2 separate regions of the Pan troglodytes genome follow, and region 1 is linked to region 2. The links are chromatin contacts, called in public HiChIP or PLAC-seq maps. All regions are on one chromosome and are shown on one strand. Each heading gives the region's core, a stretch centred on a gene start, on an enhancer-like site or on the middle of the called end of the contact. The rest is flanking DNA. Distances are from core to core; before and after follow the strand shown.

Region 1 (2,878 bases), core at 312-2,811, 450 kb after region 2:
ATTTTGTTCTCTTGCTTTTTTTTTTTTTTTTTGAGACAGGGTCTTGCTCTGTTGCCCAGGCTGGAGTGCAGTGGTGCAATCATAGCTCACTGCAGGCTCACTCTCCTGGGCTCAAGTGATCCTCTCACCTCAGCCTCCCAGGTAGCTGGGACTATAGGCACATGGCCACCACACACAAAAAATAAATTTTTTAATTTTTATTTTTGTAGACATGACACCAGGTCTTGCTATGTTGCTCAGGCTGGTCTTGAACTCCTGAGCTTAAGCGATCCTCCTGCCTCAACCTCCCAAAGTGCTGGAATTACAGGTGTGAGCCACCTCAACTGACCTAATTCTTTAATGTTTCATAAAATAATTTAGCAGCCGGGGGCAGTGGCTCACACCTGGAATCCCAGCACTTCGGTAGGCTGAGACAGGCAGGTCACCTGAGGTCAGGAGTTTGAGACCAGCCTGGCCAACATGGTGAAACCCCGTCTTTACTAAAAATACAAAAAAAAAATTAGCCAGGCATGGTGGTGGGCACCTGTAATCCCAGCTACTCGGGAGGCTGAAGCAGGAGAATCACCTGCACCCGGGAGGCAGAGGTTGCAGTGAGCCGAGATGGCGCTACTGCACTCCAGCCTGGGTGACAGAACGAGACTCCATCTCAAAAAAAAAAAAAAAAAGAATTTAGCTGAATTTTGTATTTTCTTTCTTTCTTTCTTTCTTTTTTTTTTGAGACGGAGTCGCCCAGGCTGGAAGCTCTGCCTCCCCGGGTCACGCCATTCTCCTGCCTCAGCCTCCCGAGTAGCTGGGACTACAGGCGCCCGCCACCACGCCCGGCTAATTTTTTTTGTATTTTTAGTAGAGACGGGGTTTCACCATGTTAACCAGGATGGTCTCGATCTCCTGACCTCGTGATCCGCCCGCCTAGGCCTCCCAAAGTGCTGGGATTACAGGCGCGAGTCACCGCGCCCAGCCTTATATTTCATGTCTATTTCATTATTAAAGCTTTGAAGAGAATACAAGTGCATACCAAGTACTAGGGAGATAGAGTCACTGCTGCATCTTTAATAAGGAAAAGCTGGAAACTACCTAGGTGACCATCAGAAGGGGTATGGCTGACATGGTCATGGCGAAGCCTGCTGTGACTTTGCTGCAGCTTGAAGAGCAGTGAGTCAGAAGGGGCAACGGAGACCGGAGGGCCTGGCCCGGCCCAGGTCGCACAGTGCAGGGCAGTCCCAAGGGTGACAGCGGCCAGTGCGCGGGCGCGCCCTCTACCCACATGCCCGACCCGCCGGGTCCCTGCGTCCGCAAGATCACTTTCCGGGCCCGAGGCGGGGAAGGGGCCGGGACATGGGTTGGGGACTGAGCACCGCTGAACTGCGCCATGGTCGGAGAGAGTTTGCAGGGGCGGAGGTGTTCCCTGGTCGGACCCTGCCGACCGCCCTCGGGGAGAGGCGAGGCCCTGGCCCGTGACGGCTGGGTCCGGGCCTCAGTATCCCCATCCGCTCAGGGGAAAGCGGGCGGCAGCCCGGAGCCCGACCCCAGCGCCCAGCGCCCAGCGCGGCCCGACACCGCCCCCTGGCGGCCGCGGACGTCACTGCGACCCGCAGCCTCCGCCGAAGCCGGGCGAGGGACCCCCGACCCGGGCGCACCAGGCTGCGGGGGCGGGGACGCCCAGCGCCCTGGCCCCGGGGGCGGGGTTCGCGGGCTGAGTGCCCACTCCGCTCTCCCCTCGCCCCGCGGCCTCGGCGGGCCCCCCGCCCACCAGGGTCTCCACCTCCCCCCGGGTGAAATGGCCACAGTCCCGCCATCCGCGCCGCGGCCACTGCGCCTGCCCCTGGCTGGGCCGATCGGAGGTCCCAGCGGGGCGGGCGAGGCAGGTGGTCCGGCGGGCCCCTTCCGGGTTCCCCTCCCCCAGCCGGAGTCCGCGGACCGCGCTGGGCGCAGGGAGGGGGCTGTGCGCTCCTCCGCTTCCCGGCCTTCCCAGCGGGGACGAGCGCCGACCCCCGCCCAGTCGGGAGACGCCCTCAAGGTCCCAGGCTCTGCTTCTGCCCGCCCGCGGCCCGCGGACTGCGGGTGACAGGGTCCCCGGTCCGAGCCCCATCTCCCTAGGAGAGCGGACCCCAGCGCTCCTGTACCCTCCACCTGGTGGCCGTCCACGCAGCCCGGCCTGCTCGCGCGTCCCAACTGCCACTTCCCTTGCCTTCCCCAGCCGCACGTCTACCAGGCTCCTGTGTGTCTGCCTGGCTGGGACTTCCGCATACTCCAGGCCCACTTCACAGGTGCAGATGCTGAGGCCAGAGCGCCTCAGGAGCTGGATGCAGGGGAGAGCGTGCGGGCAGTGTGGGGAGGGACTCGGCCTAGCCTTCCATTGCAGCTCCTATCCCTGCTGCGCCACCCCCTCGGCCTGTCATCTGTCCCCATCCAGGAACCCCCAGGACACTGTCAGCAGAGCCCACTGAGGGTCCAGTGCTGTCCAGGTGGCGGCATCAGGATTCCCAGGAGCCACCCCTCACTATGCCACCCTATGTCCGTATGTCCAGCAGGGAGCTGAGGGCCTGGAGGGGTGCGGAGGCCCTGCCAGGAGATGCTTTCCTCAATGCCCATTGTGAAGGGAGCAGAGGGCTGAACTGGAAGGGGCTTCCTGGCCCCAGGAGGGCAGTGATTAGGTAAACTGCCCACCCTTCAAAAGTGATGGACAGGAAGGGGAAAGGTGGAGGGTGGAGGAGCTGCAGGTTATGCCGGTGACCCCTGAGAGACAAGGAGATCTCCACAGTGTATCAGTTCTCTTCTGCTGTGCAACAAACAACCCTGCCAGGGTGGCTTTAAACAGCAACGATGTAGGATTGTTTGCGGTTCTCTGGATTGACTGGATGGCTCTTTTGCTTCCTGT
Region 2 (3,130 bases), core at 486-2,985:
CACTTTGGGAGGCCGAGGCGGGTGGATCACGAGGTCAGGAGATCGAGACCATCCTGGCTAACACGGTGAAACCCCATCTCTACTAAAAGTACAAAAAATTAGCCGGGCGTGGTGGTGGGTGCCTGTAGTCCCAGCTGCTCAGGAGGCTGAGGCAGGAGAATGGCGTGAACCCGAGAGGCGGAGCTTGCAGTGAGCCGAGATCGCGACACTGCACTCCAGCCTGGGAGACAGCGAGACTACGTCTCGGGGGTAAAAAAAAAAAAAAAAAAAAAAAAAAAAACCAGCCTGACCAACATGGTAAAACCCCATCTCTACTAAAAATACAAAATTAGCCGGGCGTGGTGGCATGCGCCTGTAATGCCAGCTACTCAGGAGGCTGAGGCAGGAAAATCACTTGAACCCAGGAGGTGGAGGTTGCGGTGAGCCGAGATCATGCCATTGCACTCCAGCCTGGGTGACAACAGCGAAAAAAGAAAAAAAAAGACATTATCTAAGAGACATGTTGTTCCTTCCACTTGAAGTTAGGAAGAGCAAGTGCCACTCACGATGCCAGTACTCAGTGAAGAAGGGGAGAGGCATCGGTCCGGACTGGAGGCATCTTTAGTCAAACATTTAAGGACCCACGATAGGCAAAAGACCAGGCTAGACAAAAAATCATCTAGTATTCAATTTGGGTCGCCACAACTTCAGTCATTTCAAAGTGACATTTCCAAAACGTAGAAATACTCCAACTTGTAGGGAAAACAGATAAAAGAGGTGGGGGGTAGTTTGAATGCAACTATGGTCTCATTTTTCCAAAGGTATCATCCTTCAACTTCATAGCTTAGTTTTAGAATACAGTTTGTTTTTTTGTTTGTTTTTGAGATGGAGTCACGCTCTGTAGCCCAGGCTGGAGTGCAGTGGCCCAATCTCAGCTCACTGCAACCTCTGCCACCTGGGTTCCAGCGATTCTTCTGCCTCAGCCTCCCAAGTAGCTGACATTACAGGTGTCCGCCACCATGCCAGCTAATTTTTGTATTTTTAGTAGAGATGGGGTTTCACCATGTGGGCCAGGCTGGTCTCGAACTCCTGACCTCAGATGATCCGCCCACCTCAGCCTCCCAAAGTGCTGCGATTACAGGCGTAAGCCATTGTGCTGGCCTTTTTTTTTTTTTTAAAAGAGATGGAGGCATCTCACTATATTGCCCAGGTTGGCCTTGAAACCCTGGGCTCAAGGGATCTGCTCACCTCAGCCTCCTAAGTAGCTGGGACTACAGGTAGGCACCACCGCCCCGGCAAAACTGACATTTTAAAATGGAAACATTAAGCTGAGTTGGTGGCTCACACCTATAATTCCAGCACTTTGGGAGGCTGAGGCGGGCAGATCATCTGAGGTCAGGAGTTTGAGACCAGCCTAGCCAACATGGTGAAACCTCGTCTCTACTAAAAATACAAAAAAAAAAAAAACAAATTAGCCGGTCGTGGTGGCGCATGCCTGTGATTCCAGCTACTCGGGAGGCTGAGGCAGGAGAATCGCTGGAACCTGGGAGGCGGAGGTTGCGGTGAGCTGATATCGCGCCACTGCACTCCAGCCTGGGCGACAGAGCTAAACTCCTTCTCAAAAAAATAAAATAAAAATAAAAATAAATAAATAAATAAATAAAAGAAAATAGAATGGAAACGTTAGGGAGTAGCAAAGCAACTCTGACCAGCCCTCGGTTCCGCCCCTTGTTAGTGTGGGCCCCACCCCTGGCCGTTTTGGCCCCGCCCCCGCGTCCACGCCAGCTCCCAACTTCATAAGCTGTGACGATTAAGTGGTATGAAAAACCCAACAGCAAAACACAAATGGAACACCAGAGGGTGCATTTGTCACCAGACATCTTCTGGGGTCTTTTGCTAATTGCACATACCACTGCCAGATGGCAAAGGATCAGTACAGGTTTCCTCATGAACGCCTTTAACATTTTAGTTTGTAAATGCAATTGTCTGATGCATTAGTAAAATGCTGGATAATAGCAAAACATTAATAATAATAATAATTAAATGCTTGTCAACCAGGCAGTAAGAGAACAAAGATGACAGGCCAGGGCTTTCCCCAGACAGCCCAAAGCCTCAGGCACGCTGGTGGCCTCCCTCCCCAAGAATGGACTGACCGGATTCCCGGAGCCACCAGCCCTGTCACCCCACCCCTGCAGCCACGCCTGGGGGAGCGGCAGCCGGTAGGGCCAGGCGGCTACGAGGCCAGAAACGCCTCCAAGAGCTCCTACCTGGGGTCCAGAAGGTAGTCTGGGGAGCAAGCTCCGGAGAGACGAGCGGGGGAGACTGGGGTCCCAGCAGACGCAGAATGGTCTCTCCACAAAGAGGGGTTAGCAGATGTACTCTCCAGACCTGTCCCCACCCTCCACACCGTCAAAGAGCAAAGAGAAAATCTTCCAGGCTCCCACTCCAGGCATGGTGGGTGCGTCAGGATTCAGAACAGATGACCTCTGCCTTGACCTCCAGGCTGCCCTCAGGTTCAGACCAGGGCTTAACTCAATGCCGCATTTCTGCCTCAAAGGAAAAACGTGATTCAGAAGTTCCCACTTAACAATATTTAACAATTCACCAATAGTTTTAGTTCAAAACCAGACATCCTTTCCTTGAAATGTGTTGTGAAAGATTTCTCAAGCTCCTTCTCCCCAGCGTGGTTCCTAAGAGCCTTAGCGTGAGCTGAGACTCAGACTCCTTCATTCCCGGGCAATACTGAAATGCTCTCGGTTTCCAGGGTGCTGCATCTTTACTCCTCCACCCACCTGCAACGGTGATCTGGTTTAGGCGTTCAGTATCTGAGCACCTTTTCTGGATCAGGCACCAGGGAAAGCAGGAAGCCCTAGAGGGCCGTAGAGGCCCGTTTTCCCAGGATGAACACACACACTTCTTTCTTTTTCTTTCTTTTTTTTTTTTCTTTGAGACAGTCTCATTCCATTGCCCAGGCTAAAGTGCAGTGGTATTATCTCGGCTCACTGCAACCTCTGCCTCCCAGATTCAAACGATTCTCCTGCCTCAGCCTCCCAAGTAGCTGGGATTACAGGTGCATGCCACCTCGCCCGGCTAATTTTTCTTTTTTTTGAGATGGAGTTTTGCTCTTGTTGCCCAGGCATGGCGTGTAGTG

Evidence for each region. HiChIP or PLAC-seq counts read pairs in DNA pulled down with a chosen protein or histone mark.
Region 1: an H3K4me3 HiChIP or PLAC-seq map of stem cell-derived excitatory neurons shows a contact between it and region 2, with 7 times the contacts expected there. The contact joins two enhancer-like sites. A contact is called at or near these places in 1 of 7 Hi-C or Micro-C datasets (stem cell-derived neural progenitor cells) and 1 of 1 datasets of contacts at active chromatin or transcription factors (stem cell-derived excitatory neurons).

The regions. Positions count from the first base shown.
Region 1 is chr15:100,527,895-100,530,772 of NHGRI_mPanTro3-v2.0_pri, forward strand. No RefSeq gene overlaps it. Among named protein-coding and RNA genes, the nearest start is that of ANKRD9, 6.8 kb to the left of the region's middle. Within about 2 kb of position 1,562, at least 14 of the 24 cell types and tissues checked have an H3K27ac peak or open chromatin away from gene starts, as enhancers often do. A contact at or near this core is called in stem cell-derived excitatory neurons, where this site is marked.
Region 2 is chr15:100,075,151-100,078,280 of NHGRI_mPanTro3-v2.0_pri, forward strand. It overlaps LOC107968339 (a long non-coding RNA gene), which reads right to left. Exons shown (of 3, transcript XR_001709447.3): 2 at 2,247-2,525. Among named protein-coding and RNA genes, the nearest start is that of HSP90AA1, 24 kb to the right of the region's middle. Within about 2 kb of position 1,736, at least 4 of the 24 cell types and tissues checked have an H3K27ac peak or open chromatin away from gene starts, as enhancers often do. A contact at or near this core is called in stem cell-derived excitatory neurons, where this site is marked.